Regions from separate parts of the Mus musculus genome. Here region 1 is linked to region 2. The links are chromatin contacts, called in public HiChIP or PLAC-seq maps. All regions are on one chromosome and are shown on one strand. The core of a region is the stretch at or near the end of the contact, and the rest is flanking DNA. Distances in the headings are between cores, read along the strand shown. Region 1 overlaps Spdl1 (spindle apparatus coiled-coil protein 1). Region 2 has its middle 12 kb from the start of Foxi1.

Evidence for each region. HiChIP or PLAC-seq counts read pairs in DNA pulled down with a chosen protein or histone mark.
Region 1: a contact with region 2 is called in an H3K4me3 HiChIP or PLAC-seq map of bone marrow-derived macrophages, with 10 times the contacts expected there. The contact joins two enhancer-like sites. A contact is called at or near these places in 2 of 39 promoter capture datasets (the C10 cell line and hippocampal neurons), 2 of 15 datasets of contacts at CTCF or cohesin (embryonic stem cells and large pre-B cells), 118 of 484 Hi-C or Micro-C datasets (the AtT-20 cell line, B cells, the BV-2 cell line and 67 more), 5 of 115 datasets of contacts at active chromatin or transcription factors (the 230-238 cell line, PVALB interneurons, astrocytes and 2 more) and 4 of 9 other capture datasets (adipose tissue, embryonic stem cells, liver and 1 more).

The regions. Positions count from the first base shown.
Region 1 is chr11:34,810,227-34,817,430 of GRCm38.p6, forward strand. Spdl1 (spindle apparatus coiled-coil protein 1) reads right to left here. Exons shown (of 12, transcript NM_027411.2): 11 at 3,100-3,448. Among named protein-coding and RNA genes, the nearest start is that of Spdl1, 20 kb to the right of the region's middle. Within about 2 kb of position 4,810, at least 2 of the 459 cell types and tissues checked have an H3K27ac peak or open chromatin away from gene starts, as enhancers often do. A contact at or near this core is called in bone marrow-derived macrophages, where this site is marked.
Region 2 is chr11:34,216,717-34,223,272 of GRCm38.p6, forward strand. No RefSeq gene overlaps it. Among named protein-coding and RNA genes, the nearest start is that of Foxi1, 12 kb to the left of the region's middle. Within about 2 kb of position 4,100, at least 17 of the 459 cell types and tissues checked have an H3K27ac peak or open chromatin away from gene starts, as enhancers often do. A contact at or near this core is called in bone marrow-derived macrophages, where this site is marked.

The sequences.
Region 1 (7,204 bases), core at 3,560-6,059, 590 kb after region 2:
GCTTCCCAAGTACGTGTTTGTCTCAGACAAGAAATCAGAAAAAACAAACAGAAACCCTCCAAGCTGAGTTTCCATCAGGTGAGCAATAACAACCAGTGCAGGAGATGTTTGAAAGAGTCTAAAAATTCTTCATGGAAGAGCACTCATCATTTGACTAAAGCAGGCAGTCTTCCAGTTCTTAGCAAGTCCATCTTTACTGTGACAAAGTTAACTTTGAACTGTGTGTCTAAGCTAAACAAGCAGAAAAGACGGAAGTTTGAAATTTTTTAAAAAAGACTTATTTATTACGTCTACAGTGTTCTAGGTGCATGAATGCCTGCACTAGAAGAGGGCAACAGATCTTATCATTCAGAGCTGTGAGGTACCATGTGGTTGCTGGGAATTGAATTCAGGACCTCTGAAGAACAACCAACACTCTTAACCTCTGAGCCATCTCTCCAGCTGGGTTGGAAATGTTTTAAGTTAGTAGGTGGACTCACACACTTAAAACAAATGTTGAGGTATTTTCTTGTTCTTTTTTTTTCATCAAAGCTTTTCCACTGTGCAATCTGAGAGCATTGGTGGTATGCTTCTATGTACTGTGTACTGAGAGCATTGGTGGTATGCCTCTGTGTACTGTGTACTGAGAGCATTGGTGGTATGCTTCTATGTACTGTGTACTGAGAGCATTGGTGGTATGCTTCTATGTACTGTGTACTGAGAGCATTGGTGGTATGCTTCTATGTACTGTGTACTGAGAGCATTGGTGGTATGCTTCTGTGTACTGTTCCTCAAGCAGCAAAGGGCAGGAAGATAAACGAGCACAGCAGACGGCAAGGTACAGTGGCCACCAAGAAATCCTCCAGACACTCCATCAGACAGACGTCACAGGCAATGCCTGCAGAGCTCCTCTCACAACTGTCTGAGGCTGGGAATATGTGCTAGAATACGGAGTTTTAATTTCATGTGTCCTATAGATTTAAACATTATTTATAAAATCCAATGAACTAATACTAGCAGCTGATGATTTTTTCCAGTGAATACTTTGTTTCGTATTCACTGGAAACTTAAATCTGGAACTTAAGTACTGGAAACTTAAATCACATGAAGCTCATTAGGAGACCTTTTGGTATGGGTGGGCTGTGTCTCGCTATTGCAGTTAAATGTCTGATTTTGCACTCACTCTTTTTTGAGACTCACGTAGCACTAGCAGTTCCCAGAGAGCTCATTTCATGGTGCCAATGTTCATCAATATGCTCAACTTTTAAATGTATACAGCTTTATTTTAAATACAGTTGTCACTGTACTGCATGCAGACATCATTCATCTCCTTAAAACGATCTGGCTCCTTCACTTTCCTTACTCACTTTTTAAAATTTTCTGTGCAAGTGTGAGGGTACCTGTGTTCCACCCTATCCTTCCTGTGCCTGTCCCTTCAGACTTTGCTTCTGTTTTCATGTTACATGCACATATATGATTTTATGCACATATAAAGTTTGGGTGTCACAAATCAGAGAATGTACTGTTTAAGAGACGGTTTAATTAGTTTAGCATGAGCAGCTCTACTTGTATTCATCTTTCTCCAAATTACCCAGCTCTGTGGCCTCCACGGTTGCACTGTATACATACCACACATCCTTCACCAATACCTGGGGTGTTGGACATCTAGATCAGGTCCACGTTTACCACTGCCCTGACCCTGCTGTATCAGGTGCCTGGGCTCCAGACACTCTACCTTCTCATCTCTATGAGTTTGACTTTCCCAAGGGACAGAGAGAGCCCTGGAACAATGATTCCCTCACAGACCCTCCCATACTTTGTTAGTCACAAACTCCATTACACAGAAAGCTGGAAGCTTTGAAGTTTTGAAATAAAAATGAAACTAAATTAGCTTTGATATTTAAAAATGTCAAGCATGCATCAAAGCCTATTTCTGAAAGCTTAGTATAAATATGGAAAAACCACAAAAACTTTTACCTGTTCTTACCAAAAAACTTAAGTCTAAATGTCTTAGACTACTGGAAAGCCCTTTGAGAAAGTTGGTTTTTCTTTCATGGCTACTTGAACTAAGAGAAAAACAACAGTTTATTTATTTATCCCACCCAGCAAGACACTCTGGAAAGCTGGGCTGAGCTGTCTTTGCTCTGTGGACTGGGAAGTATAACTGCCTAGCATCACTTGCTGTTCACAGCCCCCTCCTCCTGCAGTCACCTGAGTCTACCTGACCCTCTGAAAAAAAAACAAAGGAAGGCCACCCAGACTGTAGACCTCCAGTGCACACAGTGCTCAAACAGACTGCAGAGCTCCAGTGCACACAGTGCCCAGACTGCAGAGCTCCAGTGCACACAGTGCTCAGACTGCAGGGCTCCAGTGCACACAGTGCTCAGACTGCAGGGCTCCAGTGCACACAGTGCTCAGACTGCAGGGCTCCAGTGCACACAGTGCTCAGACTGCAGGACTCCAGTGCACACAGTGCCCAGACTGCAGAGCTCCAGTGCACACAGTGCCCAGACTGCAGGGCTCCAGTGCACAGTGTTCAGACTGCAGAGCTCCAGTGCACACAGTGCTCAGACTGCAGAGCTCCAGTGCACACAGTACTCAGACTGCAGAGCTCCAGTGCACACAGTGCTCAGACTGCAGAGCTCCAGTGCACACAGTGCCCAGACTGCAGAGCTCCAGTGCACACAGTACTCAGACTGCAGAGCTCTAGTGCACACAGTGCTCAGACTGCAGGGCTCCAGTGCACACAGTGCTCAGACTGCAGAGCTCCAGTGCACAGTGCTCAGACTGCAGGGCTCCAGTGCACAGTGCTCAGACTGCAGAGCTCCAGTGCACACAGTGCTCAGACTGCAGAGCTCCAGTGCACACAGTGCCCAGACTGCAGGGCTCCAGTGCACACAGTGCTCAGACTGCAGAGCTCCAGTGCACACAGTGCTCAGACTGCAGCGCTCCAGTGCACACAGTGCCCAGACTGCAGAGCTCCAGTGCACACAGTGCCCAGACTGCAGGGCTCCAGTGCACACAGTGCTGGGAACATAGACAGAGCCACACGGCACAATGCAGGCGGTGAGAAAGGAATGATGGAGAAGGCTACTGGCAGCCAGGCAGAAAGACACTGACCTGGGAGAATTGGGGGTATTCCCACTTTGTTCATGTAAGACCTCAATGTTGGCCGGACTATCCACAAGCTTCACACACTTCTTCTCCTTCTTCGGCTGTGTATCCAGATGCAGGTTCTTATGAGGAGAGAGGCTGGCTGGCTGCACACATGAAGAGGCTGGCTGTTTCCACTGCACAGTGTTATCTTTTAAGCTATTAAGACAGGATTCCTCCTCCCTGTGAGGTGGGAGTCTAGAAACTCCATCCTCAGTGGCACTGGCAGCAGCTGTTTCTTCTGTTTCTTCTGGCGTGGTTATATTCAATGGCAGCACCTCGCGCCTCCTTTTGAGTACAGGTACTTCAATTCTCTCTGAAAAACAGTCATTAAAATATATGCTTATTGAATAAAACAAAGACACAACCCAAGGAAACTCAGTGAGTTATACATAAACTCATTTCTCTTTTTGGTACTCTGAAGATATACTTTTCTCTTTGATAAAATATATACTTTTAATTTTCATGTAAGTATATACTGCATGTTGAGCACCCCACACACGTGGTATGTCCCCATTTTCTTGGCTCTCCTTCCAGCCTCCTTCACTCTCCTGGTCATCTTCATTTCTGCTTCCTTCCTCTGTTTTCACCCCGTCTCTCTGGCAGGCACTCTTCACTGTTCTCTTTCTGTGGTCCAGGAAAGGACTCCAGGCTTTACCCTCGCTGAACTCCAGCTCGGGCCCCACACACCATCAACTCTGTCTTCTAAGACTATCTGCAATGTTTTCCTTGTCGATTCTGTAATCTAGAAAGCCCAGGCTGACCAGGATGTGCAGGTGACAGCAGGAATGCAGGCCATCTTCCTGAAACCTCTGGGAGGGAAGGCAGCAGTGGCCGAGTCCAGGAGTTCTGGATCGGGTCCCACACTGCAGCCAGGTGATCTCAGGCAGTAACTTCTCTGCACTTCGATATCTTTAAATTAAAGAACACCAAACCTGCTTCATTCAGTACTGTCTTGTAGAGATGAAATGAAGGATGGAACTCTGAATATTGGTAATGTATGCCTACTGGACTCATCTATAAAATATATTCAGATGCTGGCCACTTGTGTGATGCACGTTTCCCCAGTCCCAACCACACCCTGCCTCCCAGCAGCTACTGCAGAGCCCCTATCCTCATGGCCTACTGATCCCCTATGAGGGTCCCACAGCCACTCAGTGACTTGCCCTAATGCCTTCCTCCCACCGACACATCAATGTGCCCTTTCATTTTCAACATCAGCACATCAGCGGCCTGAGGTCCTGCACAGGAAGGCTCCCTGCTCGCGCTGCTGCTCTCAGGTCAGCCAGACCCCACCTCTCTTTTCCTCTGTGCTTCTCAATCACCCTGACTCCCACCACCTCGAGTCTTTGCTAGGTTGGCAGACCTTAGAAATTCATAATGGGTAATTTTTTCTTTTCATAAGGATAATATTTAATTGGGGTGGGTTATATGTTCAGAAATTCAGTCCATTATCATCAAGGCAGAAACATGGCAATGTCATAATGGGTGATTCTTAATCAGGGGAGCCTATTGGAGTCAAAGAGAAAAAAAAGGATAAAGACGCCTTTAAAAAAAAAAAAAAACTATAAAAAAAAATCTTTCTATTGTGAACACCTCCCCCTAGTGGTGAGACTTAATAGAGTTCCCAGAGATGACTGCCGAGTTAGGCAAAGGACCTGGTGAAGAATCCTTAAACCTAACATGTTAGTTAACCCAGCCTTCTGGGGAGGAGATGGGTCAGAAGCACAGAATTCATACATTTCTTAACACTGACTTTCTAACTTTCAACCTCTATACCATACAACCCACTGTTTGCAATAGATCAGCTGCAAAGACTGGATAGGCAGGCTATTTCCTGAGTAATTAGATGTAGGATATTTCCCCCATCAAAATGGACAGAACTCTGAGTCAGGAATGATGGCGCACAGCTTTAATTCCAGCACTTAGCAGGCATCAGCAGTAGGTTCTCGAATTCAAGTATGGAGTATACAACGAGTTCTACACTCACCAAGACTGCATATATAACTTTGAGAACCTCTCAAAGTTAGGAAGGGAGGGAGGGAGGGAGGGAAGAAAAAAGTCAAGATGAAAGGTGGAATAAGAATCTTTATTTCCATCAATTATCCTTCCAGATAACAAAAAATATAAGGAAAAAAACCAGTGAAAATTGAAGTAGATGACATAAACCACAGAACTGATCAACCAGAGTAAAGAATAGTGAGCTTTAAAGATAGGCTGCTTGAAAATAAAGAAGAAAACGAAAATGAGTGAGAAGGAAGAAAGAAAATGTCAGCATTTTAGGAGATACCATCCAAAGGTGTCCAGAAGAAAACTAGAGAATGACAAAAAGTGCAAAGTTTATCCAAAGGAATAACAGAAAACTCTATAAACCCAAGAAATGTAAAAAGATGGGAAGATCAAAAGTCTGGACAGAGTCAAATTCTCAAAGGTCAAAGAGAACATTCAAGAGCAGCACAGGGCAGGTGAGAGAATGGCAGCACTGCAGGGGACTTCAGATACTGAAGGGGAAAGCTGCCGGACACCCTTCCCTAATAAAAGCTAAAGGATGCTCAAAAGAAAGAGAAGATACCCCGGGCGGTGGTGGCGCACGCCTTTAATCCCAGCACTCCGGAGGCAGAGGCAGGCGATTTCTGAGTTCGAGGACAGCCTGGTCTACAGAGTGAGTTCCAGGACAGCCAGGGCTACACAGAGAATCCCTGTCTCGAAAAACCAAAACCAAAACCAAAAAATAAGAGACAATGCAAATGTGCACCATGAAACCATGCGAAGCTGGGGAGGAGGGACATGCTCAGTGGTTAAGGGCACTAGCTGCTCTTCCAGAGGACCTGAGTTCAGTTCCCAGCAACCATATGGCAGCTCACAACTATTCTTAACTCCGGTTCCGGGTTATCTGACATCTTCCGATCTCTGCAGGCACCAGGCATGTACATGGTGTACAGACAGACATGCAGACAAAACACTCATATACATAGAAATAAATTTTGAGTGTGGAAGAAGTATCTGAAGGTTTAACCCCTGAAATACTCAGAGAAAATCCTTGAATATTCAAAGTTGAGAGCCACAGCCCCTGTGCTCTCAGCAGGAAGATTTAAAAACACTAACAAAGGAACAATTCCAATCAATTCTTACAGGATAAGAAATATAAAATGATTTAAAATTTGACAACAAAACTAAAAACAAGAAGAGAAATGAAGCTAAGGGAAGGGTAGTTTGTTTTGGTTTTGCCTTTGTAGTGAAAACGGTCACAGCTCTGTTCAGCATAACTTGTTTTACATATTAAGAGGTTCTTTATGGGCTTCATGGTCATTATAAGTAAAAAGTTAAAATCTAAGGCAGGGAACCAAACGTAATGACTAAGAAACGTTACTCAGCAGTGAAGATGGTAGGAGAAAAGAAAGGAAGAAAAGGCACACTAGAAAACCAGCCGCAATGCAGCAGCAGCAGCAGGTTCTTAGTGGTCAGTAATTGCCCTGGATGCAGACGGATCACATAATCTAGTAAGACAGAGAGTAGCTGAAGGGATTACAAAAACAAGAGCAAATGACGATGCCAACACGAGACTTGGTCATCTACAAGGATATGCAGAGGCTAAAAATGAATGAATAAAGATGTACTCCACCAGAGAAAGTGAGATATTTGTCAAGTCAAATAAACTTCACATCAAAACCATAAGGCTGGGACATGGAGGAACAATAAAGGGGCCCAGACCAGGTCTGTAGTATAACTATACACAGAAGCATGCCATGCAGGCGTGATCAAATCTGTATTAGAGGGACAGCTGGACAAGCAACAACTGTGGAGGGCAACACCCCACTTACAGCCATGGAAGTCATCCAGATAAAATCAGCAACATGGTGCATTTCAAGTGTACTCTACACTTCAATGGAGCTGATACAAACTCACAAAACAGTCTATCCAACAGCTGTAGAATTCCCATCTTCTCTACTGCATATGAAGATCACATATTAGGAAAAAACCAATTCTGAACAGAAACGAACAAAAACCAAACCCAAACCCAGGTCCCATGAAATGTTTTCAGACCCCAAGGAAGGCAGCAATAGAAGGAACA
Region 2 (6,556 bases), core at 2,850-5,349:
CAGGGGCTTTTCCCCTAAGAGGCAGAAGGGCTATGGGCTAAGCTACCTTCAGTTGGGTGGTGCTGCTTATTGTTGTTTGTTTGTTTGTTTGTTTGCTTCAACTCGACAAGAGTAGAATCATGTGGGAAGGGGGAGCTTCAATTGAGTAAATGCCTCAGGCAGACTGACCGATAAGCAAATTTATTTACTATTTTCTTTATTAATGATTGATAGTGGAGTACCCAGCTTACTGGCGGTGGTCTCACCTCTGGGCAGGTAGGTTCTGGGTTGTATCGTAAAGCAGGATGAGGGAACCATGAAGAGCAAACCATTAAAACAGCAGTCTTTGGTTGAGTTCCTACCCTGGGTTCCTGTTTGATTTCCTGTTTTTCTCCCTTTAGAGATAGACTGTGGTCTGGTAGCGAAGGGTAAAATAATCCCTTTCTTCCCCAAGTTGCTCTTTTTTGTTTTTTTTTGTTTTTTCGAGACAGGGTTTCTCTGTGTAGCCCTGGCTGTCCTGGAACTCACTCTGTAGACCAGGCTGGCCTCGAACTCCAAAATCTGCCTGCCTCTGCCTCCCAAGTGCTGGAATTAAAGGTTGCGCCACCACTGCCCGGCTCCCAAGTTGTTCTTGGTAACGGTTTTATATATCACAGCAACAGAAATCAAAGTAAGACATGGGCTATGACCCTCTGCATCCTCCTCCCTCAGTGAGAAGTCTCCCTCAGTCTGAAGACTCGAACAGCCAAGCAAGCAGAAGAGGGAGGGGTAGCGGTGGGGGTGGTATACTATTGTTCTAGATCACGGAAAAGGTCCTGGACACAGTTTCAGGCTAAAGTATAATGAAGACCGGATGTGACAGGTTTTCCTGGCTAAGGTGGTCCAGTGTGTTCTTGTGGGAGCCATCTGAACCTAGACTATTTGGACCTGCAAAGTCTACCACGTAGGGACAATGAGCCATTTGGATGGGAGAGGGCTATTTCCCTACCTTGGTGAGCCATACACAACCATACTGGCCAGCTGTGTACTCTGTATCTCAGCATACAAGTAGATGAAGCATGATGATAGATTTTAGAATCTGTCTTCCCAAGAGCTGCCAAAAGGGCTGAGGGATGACGTGTAGGATGGACTGCATGGAGTTAGTTAAGTCTCAACTTGGCCAATGAGAAATAGGGGCTGGAACATTCTCCATCCAGGGATGCCAAGAATGGATGGGTAGGCGCATCTGTTGAGCATTTGGCTGTCTCTATACAGTGTGTCACAAGGTCCTGGGCAGCAGAGTGATGCATGATCCAGAATTGTCCCCATATTTCTCTGCTTCACTTCTCATGCATTCCGTGCTCTCAATTAAAGAAAAATCAAAAGTATCCTTGGGTTATTTATATATTTAATGTTCACTCTAATTACCTGAGACTCTTGTTCAGAGGCAGAGTTATTTGGGGTGGAGCCTGAGAGTGAGGCCACCTCTGATGGAAGGCCTATGAAACTCATCTATAAATCATTCAGTGTTAAGTTTCTTTGGGACTTGGTGCATGATTGCAAGCAGGGGTGGATTTTAAAAACACATCTCAGAATATGACATTTTGAGTTGCATTGCAAAAAGGCTGGGAGCGATCATTTCCTGGCTGTTAGTAGTGAGGTCAGCATAACCCCCAGCGGAGTGGCGTCATAATCCACGTACTATGTACGGAATGATGGGCAGGTGTGGTAGGTAGTGAGGCATGAAGGTAGCCAAGGAAGGTGCTCATCTGGTTACAGAAAATGATAATCACAGAAACCATGGTGTTGGGTGGCTTCGTAGTCACTCTGGAGAGCATCTAAACAGAAAGTGACAGGTAAGGTTGACAGAGGGAGTGATCTCGAATCAGAGGCTCTGTGTCCACTTCTCATTGCTGTAACAAGTGGCCTCCCATTCAATGGGCAAAGCAACCCAGCTTTTTCCTTAGTTCTATAAGACAGAATTCTTCTATGGATCTACTGGGCTAAAACCAGGGTGCTGCCAGTGGCAGGCTCTGTCCTTGAGACTTGGGAGGAAAGCCCGATTCTTGGATTTTCCTGCTCTAAGAGGCTGTTATGCCCCAAGCCTAAAAGTCACTCGTCTATATTCACAACCAGCTGGAGTAGCAAGTCCACATCCCCTCATGCAGCTTCCTTGACTTCTCCTGGCCATCCTGCTTCCACTTGGAACGGCCTCTGTGGTGACATTGGGCCCCTGGGTAATCCAGAGGTTTGTCTTTAATTTTAAGAATCTGTGGCTTGTTTATTCTGTTTGTATATGTAATCTCCCTTTGCCACATTTTCTAGGGCACTCTGGAGCTCTAGGGATTTGAATATGGACATCCATCTTTGGGTTGGGGCATTATTCTGCTATTACAGATGCTATGAAGTTTAAGCGACTCTATCTCATGCAGCTATAGAGCAAATTATACTGAAACCATGACAGAATCTAGTTGAAAAGGTGACAAAGTTGTATGATAATAAAGGCCTCATTTGTGGCAGTCAGAATGCACAGGACAGGCAGAAAGCAACGGGTGGCAAGATGTAGGTTACCAGGGCACAGCCCAGGGATCTGACTTCCTCCAAGGAGTTTCTATCTCCATTTTTTCAACACCTACCACAAATATCATCAACTTACCAATATGCTGGTGGATTCATTAAATCATTTGTGGTGGTTTGAACGAGAATGACCCCTATAGGCTTATATATTTGAGTGCTTGGTCCCAGTTGATGGAAAAGTCTTGAAAGGATTAAGCGGTGTATTGAAGAAGAGGTATGTGGCTGGGGGAAAGGCTTTGAGGTTTCAAAAGCCCCCATCATTCCCAGTAGCTCTCTCTCTCTCCCTCTCCCTCTCTCTCTCCCTCTCCCTCTCCCTCCCTCTCTCTCTCTCTCTCTCCTCCCCCTCTCTGCCTTGTGAATGTACTTCAAGATGTAAGCTCTCAGTTATTTCTGAAACTGTAAGCCCTCAGTAAATGCTTTCTTCTGAGTTGCCTTAGTTGCAGTGTCTTATCAGAGCCATTAAAAGGGACTAAGACTGACCTTATATCTAACTACACCACTGGAAGCCCATTGACTGACAGCTAAGCCCCAGTACATGATTCTATGGAAAACATTTCATATTCAAGCCATAAAAGTATTGATAGCTGAGTCTAATACCATAAAGCTACATTTCCTGATATCAGTGAAGATAATGGATTCCCAGTTTGGGAGAGGCAGGTAGCTATACTTCACCATCATATCTCCATAAATAGGCAGCAAAAAGACAGAAAACTAGAGTGCTCTAAACCACACTGACTGATGAGTTACTGTGTTCCTAGAAGTCAAATCAACTCCCTGGCAATAGGCAATAGGCAATTTCGCTTTCTTCATTCAGCTTGCAGATGCAAGTCCAGTGGCTATGGAGAGCTAATTCCTTCAGAGAAGGCTTGGCAGTACACTTGCATCTTGAGCAAGGAGACGTCTACTTTTTCCCAAGGGGAATTCAGGCTAGTAATCACAGCAGGGAAAAAGGAACGTGTGGATTTCTCAAGACTAGTAAATAGGAATCTGAAGTGACATCAAAACCAAAACTCTGTTCTGCTACTGATGATGCTAGAGACTGTGCAGAGCAAATGGCAAAGGGGTTGGTCAGATTCCTTGAGCTATACATATACATACATACACACACACACATACATACACACACATATATACACACACATATATACACACACACATACATACACACACACACACATACATACACACACATACATACATACACACACACATACACATACACACACACATACACACACACACACATACACACATACACACACACATACGCACACACATACACACACATACACACACACACACATACACATACACACACACATACACACACACACATACACACATACACACACACATACACACACACATACACACACACACACATACACACATACATACATACACACACACATACACACATACACACACATACACACACACATACACACACATACACACACATACACACACACACACACACACACACACACACACACACACACACACACACTTGTTGACCTGTGCTGTAAGACCTATTATAAGAGGAAGTCTGGCCGGCTGGTGGTGGCACACGCCTTTAATCCCAGCATTTGGGAGGCGGAGGCAGGCCGATTTCTGAGTTTGAAGCCATCCTGGTCTACAAAGTGAGTTCCAAGACAGCCAGGGCTATACAGAGAAAACCTGCCTCTAAAAATATAAACAAACAAACAAACAAACAAACAGCCAAAAACCAAAACCAAAACCAAAAACAAAAAAAGAGGAAGTCTGAGTGGAACTTCCTACACAAAGAAGTCCCAGAAAATATGCTTTCAAAGACCTGAAAATTAGAAGTAATGGTTCCCATAGGCTTTCCATTCAATTAATCTGTCTCAAGAGAGTGTGACTAATGAGAGGGGACACCATTAACACTACCAGAAGCTTTTATGGCTCTGCTGGCTAGGAACAGATCGACAGTCTCTTCTGCTTGGTGATGGCTGCTCACCTGGAAATGCTGAATGGTTCCTGCTCCTCCTGCTTATAACAGGAAAATTGTCCACAGAGATATTGTCTATACAAACACTTTAGGAACATCACATTGTTCTGCTGTGTTGATAGCATCCTGTCCAGTAACATGGTAGCTGTGGCATGTCAGGTGCCACACATACCTATTGCTATTAAGGTTTTATGAGAATGGGCAGAGAGGCACAGGAGTCACTGGCTCTATCTGGAATCTTGTCACTCAGAAGCACCCTATGGGGTAGGAAGTGGCACAACCTTTTGGACGCTCAGGCTGGGTACCAGTGGAGGGAAATATGTGACTGGGTAAAGCTCCAGGTTGCAAAAAATACTATAAATAATGGAGGCTCATAGACACAACATCTCCAACAACTCTGAAATCTAAAAACAAACAAACAAACAAACAAACAAACACGTCATGGAAAAAGAAATTCTTCTACCACTTCATCCAAAGACCTGTTTTGTTTTTTGTCAGGTTTGAGACCCTGGTCTGTTTTAGTTTGCTATGAAGACTGTAACAATCACCAAAACCAGAGTAGCTTAAAGAATAGACAGTTGTTATCTAAGTTCAGGGTGTCAGCATGGCTGAGTCCTTCTAAGATCCATGAAGAGAAATCTAGGCCATGCCTCTCTCTACCTGATGTGGCTTGCTTTCCTGGTAACTGTCGTAATTCATCTTTATGTGATGTCTTCTTGTGTGTGTGCTCATATTTTCTCCTTTAATAGGAAAATCAGTAATACTGAGTGATCACTGATTTAATGACTGTGCTTCTAAAATGGTCACATCTTGAGGTATCGGGGTTTGTGACATTAGCATGTGATTTTTAAAAAGGGACACTGTCTTAGTTAGGGCTTAACTGCTGTGAACAGACACCATGACCAAGGCAACACTTATAAGGATAGCATTTACTTGTGGCTTGCTTACAGGTTCAGTCCATTATCATCAAGGTGGGAGAACGGAAGCTTCCAGGCAGGTATGAAGCGAAGCTTCCAGGCAGGTATGAAGCGGAAGGAGTTGAGAGTTCTACATCTTCGTCTGAAGGCTGCTAGAAGACTGGCTTCCAGGAAGCTAGGACAAGGGTATTAAAGCCCATGCCCACAATGACACACCTACTCCAACAAGGCCATACCTCCTAATAGTGTCATTCCCTGGGTCAAGCATATTCAAACAACCACAAACACAAATCAACCTGGCATGGTTGCAGGGTAGGAAAGAGGAAAGACTTCAATTGCTGGACATGGTAGTGGTAAATTCCACACTAAATAGAACTGTGACTGCCACCCAGCCCCTGTGGCTTCCCATACCTGTAGTCCAAGAGTCCTAGGTGGCTGACAATGCAGAGACCTAGACTTTTATGTTCCAATAGGCATGGAGAGGAGTATGCTCAGAACTAGTAGGCTCCATGGCCTGTTTCTGAGAACTCTCAAGCCCACTAAAGACAGTCGACAGGCAATAAAAGTAGCCCAAACCAATAAGGGCAGAGTAACTAAGGGCAAGGACCCTTTGGAGATATGAGATCTGGGTCACCCCGCTAGACAAACCATACAAACTGGGTAAGCCATCTTAGGCCAAGGAAACAGTAAATGGATGGTGCAGGAAGAAAACAACAAATGTTTGTTATAGTACTGATCCCTTGGCCATGACACTAAAGCTTGTATCACAAATATTGCTTTCTGTTGATATGAGTCATAAATGGCCACCACCTTTGAGTGGAATGTGACTAATAAGACTTGATTAGAAAAATAAAGGAGCATGTGACCTACAAGAATAGGATGTAACAGGAGGGTTCTGAGGACCTTGGCTGTGTCAGAGGATCTCATACCCAAGCCCAACTCTGGTCTTCACAGGTGTTGTGGTTTCTGAGCTTCCAGCTGCCTGCTCTGCCCTGCTCTGTCCCGCTCTGCCCCACTCTGCCCTGCTCTGCCCTGTTCTATCCTGCTCTGTCCTGCTCTGTCTTGCTCTGCCCTGTTCTGCCCTGTTCTGCCCCCACTCTGCCCCGCTCTGCCCTGTTCTGCCCCGCTCTGC